Regions from separate parts of the Mus musculus genome. Here region 2 is linked to region 1. Evidence: chromatin contacts called from public Hi-C data. All regions are on one chromosome and are shown on one strand. Each heading gives the region's core, a stretch centred on a gene start, on an enhancer-like site or on the middle of the called end of the contact. The rest is flanking DNA. Distances are from core to core; before and after follow the strand shown.

Region 1 (5,372 bases), core at 2,418-4,917:
GATATTTTCAGAGCCTGGGAAGCAGCCGTGAACATGACAGAGGCACTTGAGGTCTGATCTGGTACTCAGAACTCACTTTAGCTGGGATACCTGCTGTTGTCCATGCCACTGCTGGCTGATCCTCAGCCTTGGCCAAGAAGAGATCCAGCCCAAAGCCCTTCAGTTTGCCTTTGACGTTCCAAGCACAGAGTCCTGGCCTGACTCACTTCAGATCTAATCCTTCTCATGGATGCAGAGCAAAGTGACACTGGAAAGACTCTACAACCTCCTCTAATAACAGGAGTGTATGGCCACTTGACCTCTTCTTAATACCTTGAAAAGTGGTGTTCTTGAAGAATAGACTTTATGCTTCTACCAGTTGGCACATGCTTGATAGGGTTGGGGTGGGGGATGCTCAGGCTGAACTGCCTGGAAATTGCTTCAAACAGAAAAATCCCTCCTTCCCAGCAGGGTGCAGCAGGAGACACTGAGTGGGTACCTTCGGGTGTTGATATTTTGGGTATACCCTTTATCCTCTACCCTGGTGACAACCTCCCTCCCCCCCAAAAAACTGGAAAGCAAGGAAGGCTTAAGCACTGAGCACATACTACTGGCATTTCCAAGACACAGGAGAAAACTGGTGGATGAAGGATGCTTTCATAGATACTACTCTGCCCATCCATCTACCCCAATGTACCTGAAAATCCCAGAATGGAAGACAACAGGCACCTCCACCCCCACCCCTAACCCCACCCCCACTCTGTGCTCCAGAGGTGCTCTGGGCCAGAGTGATATGAGCAGCTTCCTCATAACACCTGCCTTTTGAAGCTACCCCTGCACTGCAGTCTTGCTTTAATTAAAATGTGCCTGATAGCATCTATTCATTTCCATTAAAAGCTGGTGATATCTGAGTAGCTAAGTGGGCCACATGTTTACTTCATCTAGGACTGGTAATGTCCCAGACAACAATTGTCTCACTTGACAAATAAACTCTCTAAGCAGCTGTTTGGATCCTGATACAGTAATCTCCAGCCGGCCTCCTTCTAAACCCAAAGATGGATGTAAGGGATGGAGATGGGGCTTCCTGGGCAAAACCAAAGGGGCTGCTTCCAGAAACCGAACACAATGCTCTCTCCAGCTACAAGAAACTGCAAACCCACAAGGCATAATTTCTTCCATTTCTTTAATTCTTCCAACAATTTATGTATGAAAAATATGCAGCCTCAGGCAATCAAGTAATTGCTACCAGGAAGCACAAGGATTGGCCTTGTACCAAGCTTAGGGACAGGTTGGGGAGCTACATCTTAGATCCATTCTGTCTTTGTCCAGGGTTTTTTGGGGGGCCTGACTACATTCCACTTTATTCCTCCAGAGCCATCAAGGCACAACTCACACAACTCACTGCCTGGGCAAAGCCTTACAGGTAGGTGATCATCCTCTCTACCATGTAACCAGAACTTCACTCCCATGACCCCAATTTCTCACAGCCCACCTCTCCCCCACATCACACAGTGTAACAAGAATGCTTTCTGGTTTCTACCAAGATTCTCAGCAAAGCTCTAAGTTCTCCAGTCAGCTCTGTCTCTCTCTCTGTGTCTCTGTCTCTCTCTCTGTGTCTCTGTCTCTCTCTGTGTGTGTCTCTGTCTCTGTCTCTCTCTCCCGTGCTCGCTCTCTCTCTCTCTCTCTCTGTCTGTCTGTCTCTGTCTGTCTCTCTCTCTCTCTCCTGTGCGCTCTCTCTCTCTGTGTGTGTGTGTGTGTGTGTGTGTGTGTGTGTGTGTGTGTCTCTGTCTGTCTGTCTCTCTCTCCCGTGCGCTCTCTCTCTCTCTCTCTCTCTCTCTCTCTCTCTCTCTCTCTGTGTGTGTGTGTGTGTGTGTGTGTGTGTGTGTGTGGCACCTAATAAGCCACCCACTGTTCAAGATGTAAAAGGGAGCTAGGATTGTAGGGAGGGGGGAAGACCTCACGTCAGAAACTGAAGTATAGTGGAAACTCAGCCTGAAGCTCATGAGCAGTTTTTGGCAACTCTTCAAAAGAGTAATGAAAACAAAGGATGTAAGCACTTGGGTCCTAATCTGGAATGATATGGAATGGTCATCAGGCTGCTCCTTCGCCATCTGTCTTCTCCCTATCTTCCCTTTCCCTGTAGGATGTCCCCAGCAACACTCTCCTCCTCCCCACCGGTAGCCCAGCACTAGTAGGCCATGTCCTCATCTTCCTGGAACTAGTTCTAATTGCAAGGAGCAACTGTAGTAAGCGCCACTTAGCCTTGGGTCTATTGGCTGCGAAGGGAGTTCCGGAAAGACACTCAGGTTCTTTTGTCCCTAGAGAAAGGTTTCCCCGTCTCACTGGGATTAGGCAAAGGAAAACCTTAGTCCACTTCGGTCCTGGGAAGTAAGGGAGGGGAGGCTAGAAGCTCACAGACCCCTAACTGCCTGCCAAAGTGGGGAGTCTGGGGCATAAGGGATGGGAACTTTTTAAGTCGACTAAAGAAGGGGTGTGTTCCTCAGTCCTCTAAACGTAAACCAGCTGTCTGGCTTGGGAAGGAGACTGAACCTCTAGAGTGGGGAATGAAGGTACTGGAGGGCCGCCGACATGGGGACAGGGAATGCCTATGCGTCCATTCTAGGGATCCGAAGTCTGTGGGCAATGAATCTGATGTCTGGCTACCAAGAACTATCTCTTCCCCTGTCTGCCTTGTTGATCTGCTTCCTACCCTTCCTAACCCCGCCCCTGCCTCCTGACAACTACTGCAAGCTTGGTGAAGTAGGCTACATTCTTGAACCCCAGGGACCCGGAGTCAGGGAACCCCGTGGAAGAGGAAAGAGTGGAGTGCGCCTCAGGGTCATCACAACCGCACCTCCAGCAGGCAGATTCTATAGGGACTTGGTCATCAGGCCAGTTTCCTTGGCCCCGGGTCCCACCCCACAATCTTGGATGACAGCAGGAGGAACACGGTTTAGAGGTTGAGAAAATCTTCTGTCGTCTCCACTGGTCCAATTTACCTCCTAATAATTGTTCGCTTAGTTGTTTGGGCAGGGAGCTGACAGGAGACCACTCCTGGAGTTCCCTCTGGGAGCCATGTGGGAACCACGGAAGAGCTCGCGGGTCCCCCCTTTCCTCGCAGCCCTCTCCCGTGCGCCGTCTGGCTCCCCCGGCTCTGGCCGCGCCTGCCTGCCGCACGCGCTCCCTCTGCGGGTGGAACTCCCGCGGCTCGGGGACACCCTTGGCCACCGCACCCTGCAAGTTCAAGGATGTAGGATCTCTGGCCACGCTGCAGCGGGTTCTGACTCCTTAGAACCGGGAAGCTGCTTGCTAGCCACACAAGGCTGCGACCACCCGGCCGCACCCCGCATACTGAATGCCCGCTGCTGCGTCCCCGGGGAAGAGAACACTCGCCCGGGCATCTTTTCTAGCGCTTTTACCCCGAGCTGTGCTGGGCAATCAGAACCCAAGCACTCTGCTGCCCTTCTCTAGCCCGTCAGAGATAGGTTCCGAGTCTCTCCTAGACAGAGTAATCCCGGGTTACAGCAGTCGGGAGCAGCACTATCATCACCACCACCTTCCCCCAAATCCCGCTTAATGCCCAGCCTTGCTTACCTGTCCTGGCGGTGCACACACAGAACCACAAAACTAAAATCACATCCATCGGCATCGCTCCGGAGGCCCCCCGCCAAGCAGGGCGCACCAACGCCAGCAAGAAACCAATGCTTCAGAAAGCCGCGGCTCTGTGGGCTCGAAGCGGCCAAACTTACTAGCGGGCGGCAGGGGAGGTGGCTCGGCGGCGCCCGGGAAAGCAACCCCGACTGCCCCGCCCCCAGCCCACCCTCCACCGCGGGTGGCGGTGGCACGGGGCTGGGGCCCTAAACCCTGCTGCAGCTGCGCTCCCCCTGAGCTAGGGCGGGAGCGCGGGGCTCCGCCACTCCCGCAGGTTGCCCTGGGAGTCTGTGCGGATTCCGCTCGCCTCCTGGACTCCGGAGATGCAAGGATCCCGGCTACCCGCGCCTCACGGCTTCACGCCCCCGCCTCTGCCACTGCGCCGCGCTGCGGGCTGCCCAAGTTGCAACAGTTCATCCAGGCCGGGTCCGAAGCCGCCCAGCCTGCGTGCGTGGGTTTTGTTCCCTAGGGGAACCAGACCTAGGCGGTGTCGAGAAGTGCTCCCAGCACCTCCTTGGGAAATAACTACTACCGATTCGCTCCAGCAAGTGGGTGGGGAGGAGCAGGTGGGGGCGGAGGAGGGGGCAGGGGACGGATGATGCCTGAGTCCCCAACCGCCACCTGTACTTGCTGTCTAGTCCCAGCCAAAGGCTCTTGTGACTGGATACTAGCTTTTAAGAGTGCTGGTTGAGGGTGTTGAGGTGGGAGTCCCTGAGCTTAGAGCAATCTATGGCTCGAATTTAAGAAGTGTTTGCTAGCTTCGTTCTACAGGCCAAATGCTGCCACATAGGGGAAGTTCTAAACCTTCTAAACCTTTTTTTTTTTTTTTTTTTTTTTTTTTTGGCTGTTGTGTGACTTTCTGGATGGTTTTCTCCAAAACCCGCTGTTTAGGTCTCGGTCTCTCTCTCTCTCTCTCTCTCTCTCTCTCTCTCTCTCTCTCTCTCTCTCTCTCTCCTTTCTTTGGAAACCCCTACTGGAACACCATTCTGTAGAGAGAAAAGCTGGGCTTTGCTGGCGACCAGTGGACAAGCAGAGGAGTCTCTCCTGTCTAGTGTACCCTCTGCTACTGGGGCCGCCCCGCTAGGGTCCCTGTACTGTGTGCTTCAGTCTATCTAGAGATGATGCAGTCACAGAACCTGAAAGGTCAGTACCTCCAGCTTACATGTTCATGCCATGTGACTCGAAGCCTCCCGCACCCCAGCTTGTCCTGTGGCTCCATCTATGGCTCCAGCTTCCCCCAACATCCAATACTACTCTGAGATACTTAAACTCATAACAACCTCCCAGATCCCAGAGGGGGGGGGGGGGAAAGAGTTCAACAAAAGAGCTCTGCTTTCTTTCCAGGGTTTCTCTCTGGCATTTGCCCATCCTCTGTGCTCCCAGGGCCTTTACTTCACATACCTTTGACCCCAGGAGTCCAGTGGGGGGTCACCAATTTAGTTGCACAGTTTATGAAGAGGAAAGGTCTTAACCTACATGGTCCTCTGACCTTGATCCTATTTTTCAGGACATTCTGTATACACCCCCTTGCCCATTTGCTCCCCGTTCGTACCTTCCCCGGCAGGTGAAGAAAGAAATCATGAAAGATAAATCAGCCTGAGAAGTACCCACTGCAATGCAGCTGAACTGGGCCATTACAGAGTGGATGTCAAGGCTTAACTCTCCAGCTTTTAAGAGTGTGTGTGTGTGTGTGTGTGTGTGTGTGTGTGTGTGCCCCTGGAAGATAGAAGACAATGTTGGAT
Region 2 (5,227 bases), core at 2,493-4,992, 230 kb before region 1:
TGCAAAGCCCTAAGATGTGCTGACTCTCAAGATGTGGCTGCCTCCTCTTCAGGCAGAGCTCTGCAGCATTGAATTAATCAAGAGGTAATTTCTATAATGAGACGCTGACATATTGCCAGTACCCAAGTCATCATACCTCACCAACGGATGGCCATCAGCATTATGTGGTGCCCAGAATTCTAAAGAGGAGATTAGATTTGAGGTCCCTGTAAGCAACCCCATAACTAAGTATTCATACTACTGCTGGAAGGCAAAGAGAACTATCCTGCTCCCCGGGGAAAAGGGCTGTGAGGAGCAGCAAGTCCCTTCTCTCTCTTTCCACAAGAAATAGCTGTTCTCCCGCCCCCTTGAAATCAAGAATAAAATCAGATGAGATATCTCTCCAATCAAGAGTGAAGTAGGTATGTACTTCCTCACCCCCACAAAGACTGTAAAACATACCTGTTGGTTGAATGGTCAGACTGAAGGGAAAACAAACTTTAGGCTTAAATCTTATTCCCATCACTGTGTGGGATTGGCAGATCACTTAGTCTCCAGTCCCATTGACTTACCTGTACAATGGAAATAATAATCACCACCTCATTAGGATGCTCTGAATGGGAGGTATAATTAGCTTAGGCAATGATGGAGAGCAGAAGTCTGGAGCCTCAAAAGCAGTAAGTCACTGTCTCTCTCATCCACATTTCACAACCTACATCTGCAGCAAAACATGTCCAGGCTCAGAACTCTTCACATCCTGCCCATGTCCTCTCTGTGTCCTTTGTGTGTTTCCTGAGTCTTTTCTGTATCACCTTCATGTCTTCTCTGTGTTCTTTCCATGTTCTCTTCAACTCCTCTCCATCCCCTCTCTTGACACCCAAGATTCCTCATGCCTAGAGAGTCATATACTTCAAGGCTACAATAGATGTGGTTGACTATTCTCTGGGTCATATCCTTCTAACTAAAATAGAGGTTCCCTCAATACGATAAATGTGCATATTACTTCTACGGTATGATGTGAAGCACAGCATAAAGTGCTTAAGAGAGACAAGATGGACTGTGTATGATGCAGCCTCTCACATGCTAGGTACCTTTAATGCGTATACATATTCAATCTGCATCGCCTCTTATGACAGACTTATCATTTTATAAGTAAGATGTCTGTAATGGTTAATCTTGGATGTTAACCTGACTGCATCTGGAATCAATAAAACCCCAAGATGTTAGGCACTCATGGGAGAGATTTTCTTAATCACATTATTTGAAGCAGCAAGACCCATCCTAACTCTGAATGGCACCTTCTGGTGGCAGCCCAGATAAAAGGGCACGAAGAAAAATGTTTCCTTTTAGCTTGCTTGCCTTCATTCTCACTGGTGAGGCCATCTATTCTGTTGCTATAGAATTCTGTCACCACTATTAGAACCAACTATCTCCAGGATGCCAATGTAGACTGAAGACCAGTACCTTTCAAGGAATCCCATAGGAAAGTCCCTTCTGTGACAGACTGGGACTGTGGAGACAGACATACAGCCTCAAGGAGTGAGACCAGGTTGTTGGTCTCTCCAATGTGAAACAGACATTGTCAAACTACCCACACTACATGCTATGAGCCAATTTAATAAATCTATGTTTATATTTATTCATTCTATAAGTTCTGCACATCTAGAAAACTCGGGATAGCACACTACTTCCTAATCTTTGTACTCATTCATCTTTAAGACCACAGAAAGTCCCTAACTTTCCACAGTTTAACTTATAATCTTTCAAATTTGCAGCAGTGTCAAAGCAGTACATATTCAATAGAAACTTTACTTCAAATTTCAAATTTTGGTCTCTTTCTATGCTATGGATATGTGGTAAAACAATGTCTAAATTGTCAGAATCAAAGGAGACCCCTTCTATCAAACTCTAATGAAAAGGGAGTCAGGGTAAGGCATGGATGGGATGTATGCATACTGCCTGGTAACAAGACCTACTACAAAAGACTCACCCCAAAATGCATCCTTTCAACAGAAGTGAATGAATATTATTAAGACAATACTTCTCTAAGCAGCTGTTCACTCAATATGGAACTCACCACAGCCGTGCAATTGAGCCTTATAGTCAAACATAGTTGTTTCCAAACTATTTATATAACTTCTCATTTTAACTTTTAAAATCCCATTTTTCTTCTCCTTGCCATGGATATGAGCATGGCCAGCCATGACACCCATCTCCTATCTGCAATTCCTCTCCTGTATAAATGAAGTCTTTACTGCAGAGGACTGGGCTAGGCCACTCATTATGTTGACAGTCTACCTCCAAGAGCCACAGCCACAATAGATCTGCAGCCTCAAGATCATAAGGAGAGAGAACTGGCAAGCAAAATGGGGATGTCTTTAAGTATGGTAATTTACTAAATATATTTATCCATCTATCTATCCTTCCATTTATCATCTATCTACCTACCTACCCACCTACCCATCTATCTACCTATCTAACTATCTATCGATCTGTCTGTCTGTCTGTCTATCTATCTCTACATATCTATCTATCTATCTATCCTTGTTGTATAGCTGAGACTAGCCTTGAATTCATGATCTCCTTGCTTTCACCTTCCAAGTCTTGAGATTACAGGCATGCACCATCATGGCCCAGCAACTAAATGAATTTTTGATTTAATATATTTTCAACTTACAATAGGTTTACTGGAATGTGTTGAGGTTTTATCTTTTATTGTCTATTGTAATGTTAAATGTGTGGGCTCCCAAGACTTAAAGCCCCTGTGATCCTGCCCCCAAGTTATTTCTGATTGGTAAATAAAAATGTTGACAGCCAATAGCTGGGCAGAAGAAATATAGGTGGGGTTTATGTTTCCTGGGCTTGGGGACAGAGGAAAACCATTAGAGAAGAGGAAGGTGCAGGAGAAAGAAGAAGAACCCACCATAGGTTAGGTGAGCCATAAGAATGTGGCCCTGAGAGCTGGCCCATTGGAGTCAAGAGCAGCCCAAATGAAGCATAGTAAACAGTAAATAATAACTCAGGGTTATCAATAGGAAAGTAGATTCTAATAATATTGATGGTAAGTATTAATCCAGCTATTGTGCTGTTTAAGGTTTATTGTAAATATAAAGGTTGTGTGTATCTTTAATCCAGGAACTTAAGAAGCTAAGGCAGGGTAGAAACCTCAAGGCCAGGATTAAATACTTTCTACAACAGGAATGTCACTCCATCATTTAGAGCTGGGCACTAGTTTAAATACTCTCTAAATAAAATAGAGATAAAAATGGGTTCTGAACCTGGTAAGGCTTTCCAGTCTGGAAAGAAAGAGCAAACCATTAAACACACAATCTATACCAAGGAACAATTACATGATTGTAACCTATTTTAAAAATTACTAAGTCCTCAAAGATAGCAACACCTTAAATCAACCATACAGCCCTAATAAGTGCAGCACCATGTAGTAGGACTACATGTGTCAGCTGTTTATGAAGTCAGTCCTCTCTATATCTGCTCTTTCAATCCAGTATGATAATAAAAAGATGCTTCATTGAGAAAGTTATTTCAGTATAGGGGCTCCTTTTCCTGCATCCACACACCCCAGGCTAACACTGTTAACTTCACATTGAGAGGACAGGGCAGCTTCTGAGCTTTGAATATAGGCCTGACGTCATGGTTTATTTTTGGCCAGTAGAACATGCTAGAAGTTGTTCTGTACCAGTTGTAAAGCAAGGGCCCAAGCACCACGTCTTTTCCCCCTCCTACACAACCCTGATCACTAAAATAGAAACAAGTCCAAACTAGCCTACTACATAATGAGAGACATGTGGTTCAGACATTATCCCAGCCAAGAGTCAGCCACCATTTGACTGAAACTATCCAAGATAAATTAGACCTCATCCAGTTTCAACAGCCTGCTGCAGGCACATGAGTAAATAAATCTATGAGGGAATAGGCAAGCCAGATCCTTACAAAATCTCCCTGTGACGTGTGAACTTCACAAGAGAAGCAGCAGTTTTGAAAAAGAGGAAAAGAAAGAGGTGGGGGGAGGGAAGAAGAGAGGGAGAAAAGGGAGTAATGAAAGGTACAAAAAAAAAAAAAAGAAAAAGGGGGAGGAAAGGAAGTGGAAACTATTCTGAGACTCTGGCATTTCCCAGGGGCTCAGAGATGAGAGTTGCAATTATATTATGGTCAGAAGAAGCAATAGCAGGAAATAAGGTTGCAGAGGAAAGCAGGAACCAGATCTGACACTGATGTGACTTGCAATGCAGTCACCCCAGGGGCTGGAGAAAAGGTTTGGCAGTTCAGAGCAATTGTAGGGCAAGCATGAGGACCCATGTAACAAGGCAAACATGGACCTGAACATGCCTATTGCCCTAGCACAGAGTGGGGTGGAATAGAAAGATCTCTAGATTGCTGGCTGCTAACCAAGCTGAAAGACTGAAAGATGAGGTCTCCGGGTCAGTGAGAAACCTTGACTCCAAGGGATAAAACAGAAAAGAGAGTGATAGAGGATAACACTTAGCACCTTCTTCTGGCTTCCACATGTGCAAAGAGGCACACGTACCTGTGCACACACGTGTGTGTGTGCACATACACGCATACATACAAACATGCACACAGATTTAAACAAAAGAATACAGGTCCGTTAATCTCAAAAGCAAGTACAGGCTCACCAGCTCCGAGAAGTCTGGTAGTCAAACTTAAATGTGCATCACTGTTGTCACCAAAGCTCTTTTACCTGGCTGTCATTGTATGTTTGTCTAATACACTGGCCTCTAAATGCTATCTCAGAACATCAGAATCATGAATCAACATCTCTTAGTCATGTGTCAGAAGTGAAAGAGTGCCAGGTCCTATTTCAGGACTACCGAGTATGACTTTGGAAATGCAGCCAGGATAACTAATTTGCCATTTTAGCTATTTGAAATGCACAATTCAGAGGCATCAAGTTCATTCACAATGTCATGTAACTTATCACTCCCTCCAAATAAAGGTTTTGTAACCATTCTCATTATCACCTACCCCTACCACGTGTGAACACTGACATTTCTGATTCAATGGCTTTGTATATTCATGAAACTGCATATCAATTGTCAATTTGATAAAATCAGGAATCATCTGAAAGACAGCATATTATGTCTGCACAGGACTATATTAAATTGGATGGAATGGGATGGTAAGACATGCCCACTAGGGGTATCACCATTCCCTAGGCTGGATCCTGGGCTATATAAAAAGGAGAAAATTGTTTGAGCACATGCGTGTA

What was found. Hi-C and Micro-C count contacts between places; a contact is called where the count stands out from the background.
Region 2: a contact with region 1 is called in a Hi-C map of uterus. The contact joins the enhancer-like site here to the promoter of Nell1 in region 1. A contact is called at or near these places in 2 of 39 promoter capture datasets (hippocampal neurons and stem cell-derived epiblast-like cells), 1 of 484 Hi-C or Micro-C datasets (uterus), 5 of 115 datasets of contacts at active chromatin or transcription factors (embryonic forebrain, embryonic stem cells, forebrain and 2 more) and 2 of 9 other capture datasets (embryonic stem cells and pancreatic islet).

The regions. Positions count from the first base shown.
Region 1 is chr7:49,973,645-49,979,016 of GRCm38.p6, reverse strand. It overlaps Nell1 (NEL-like 1), which reads right to left and starts at 3,667. Exons shown (of 20, transcript NM_001037906.2): 1 at 3,574-3,667. The coding sequence starts at 3,628.
Region 2 is chr7:50,203,981-50,209,207 of GRCm38.p6, reverse strand. The region is part of intron 5 of Nell1 (NEL-like 1); the gene reads right to left. Among named protein-coding and RNA genes, the nearest start is that of Nell1, 230 kb to the right of the region's middle. Within about 2 kb of position 3,742, at least 21 of the 459 cell types and tissues checked have an H3K27ac peak or open chromatin away from gene starts, as enhancers often do. A contact at or near this core is called in uterus, where this site is marked.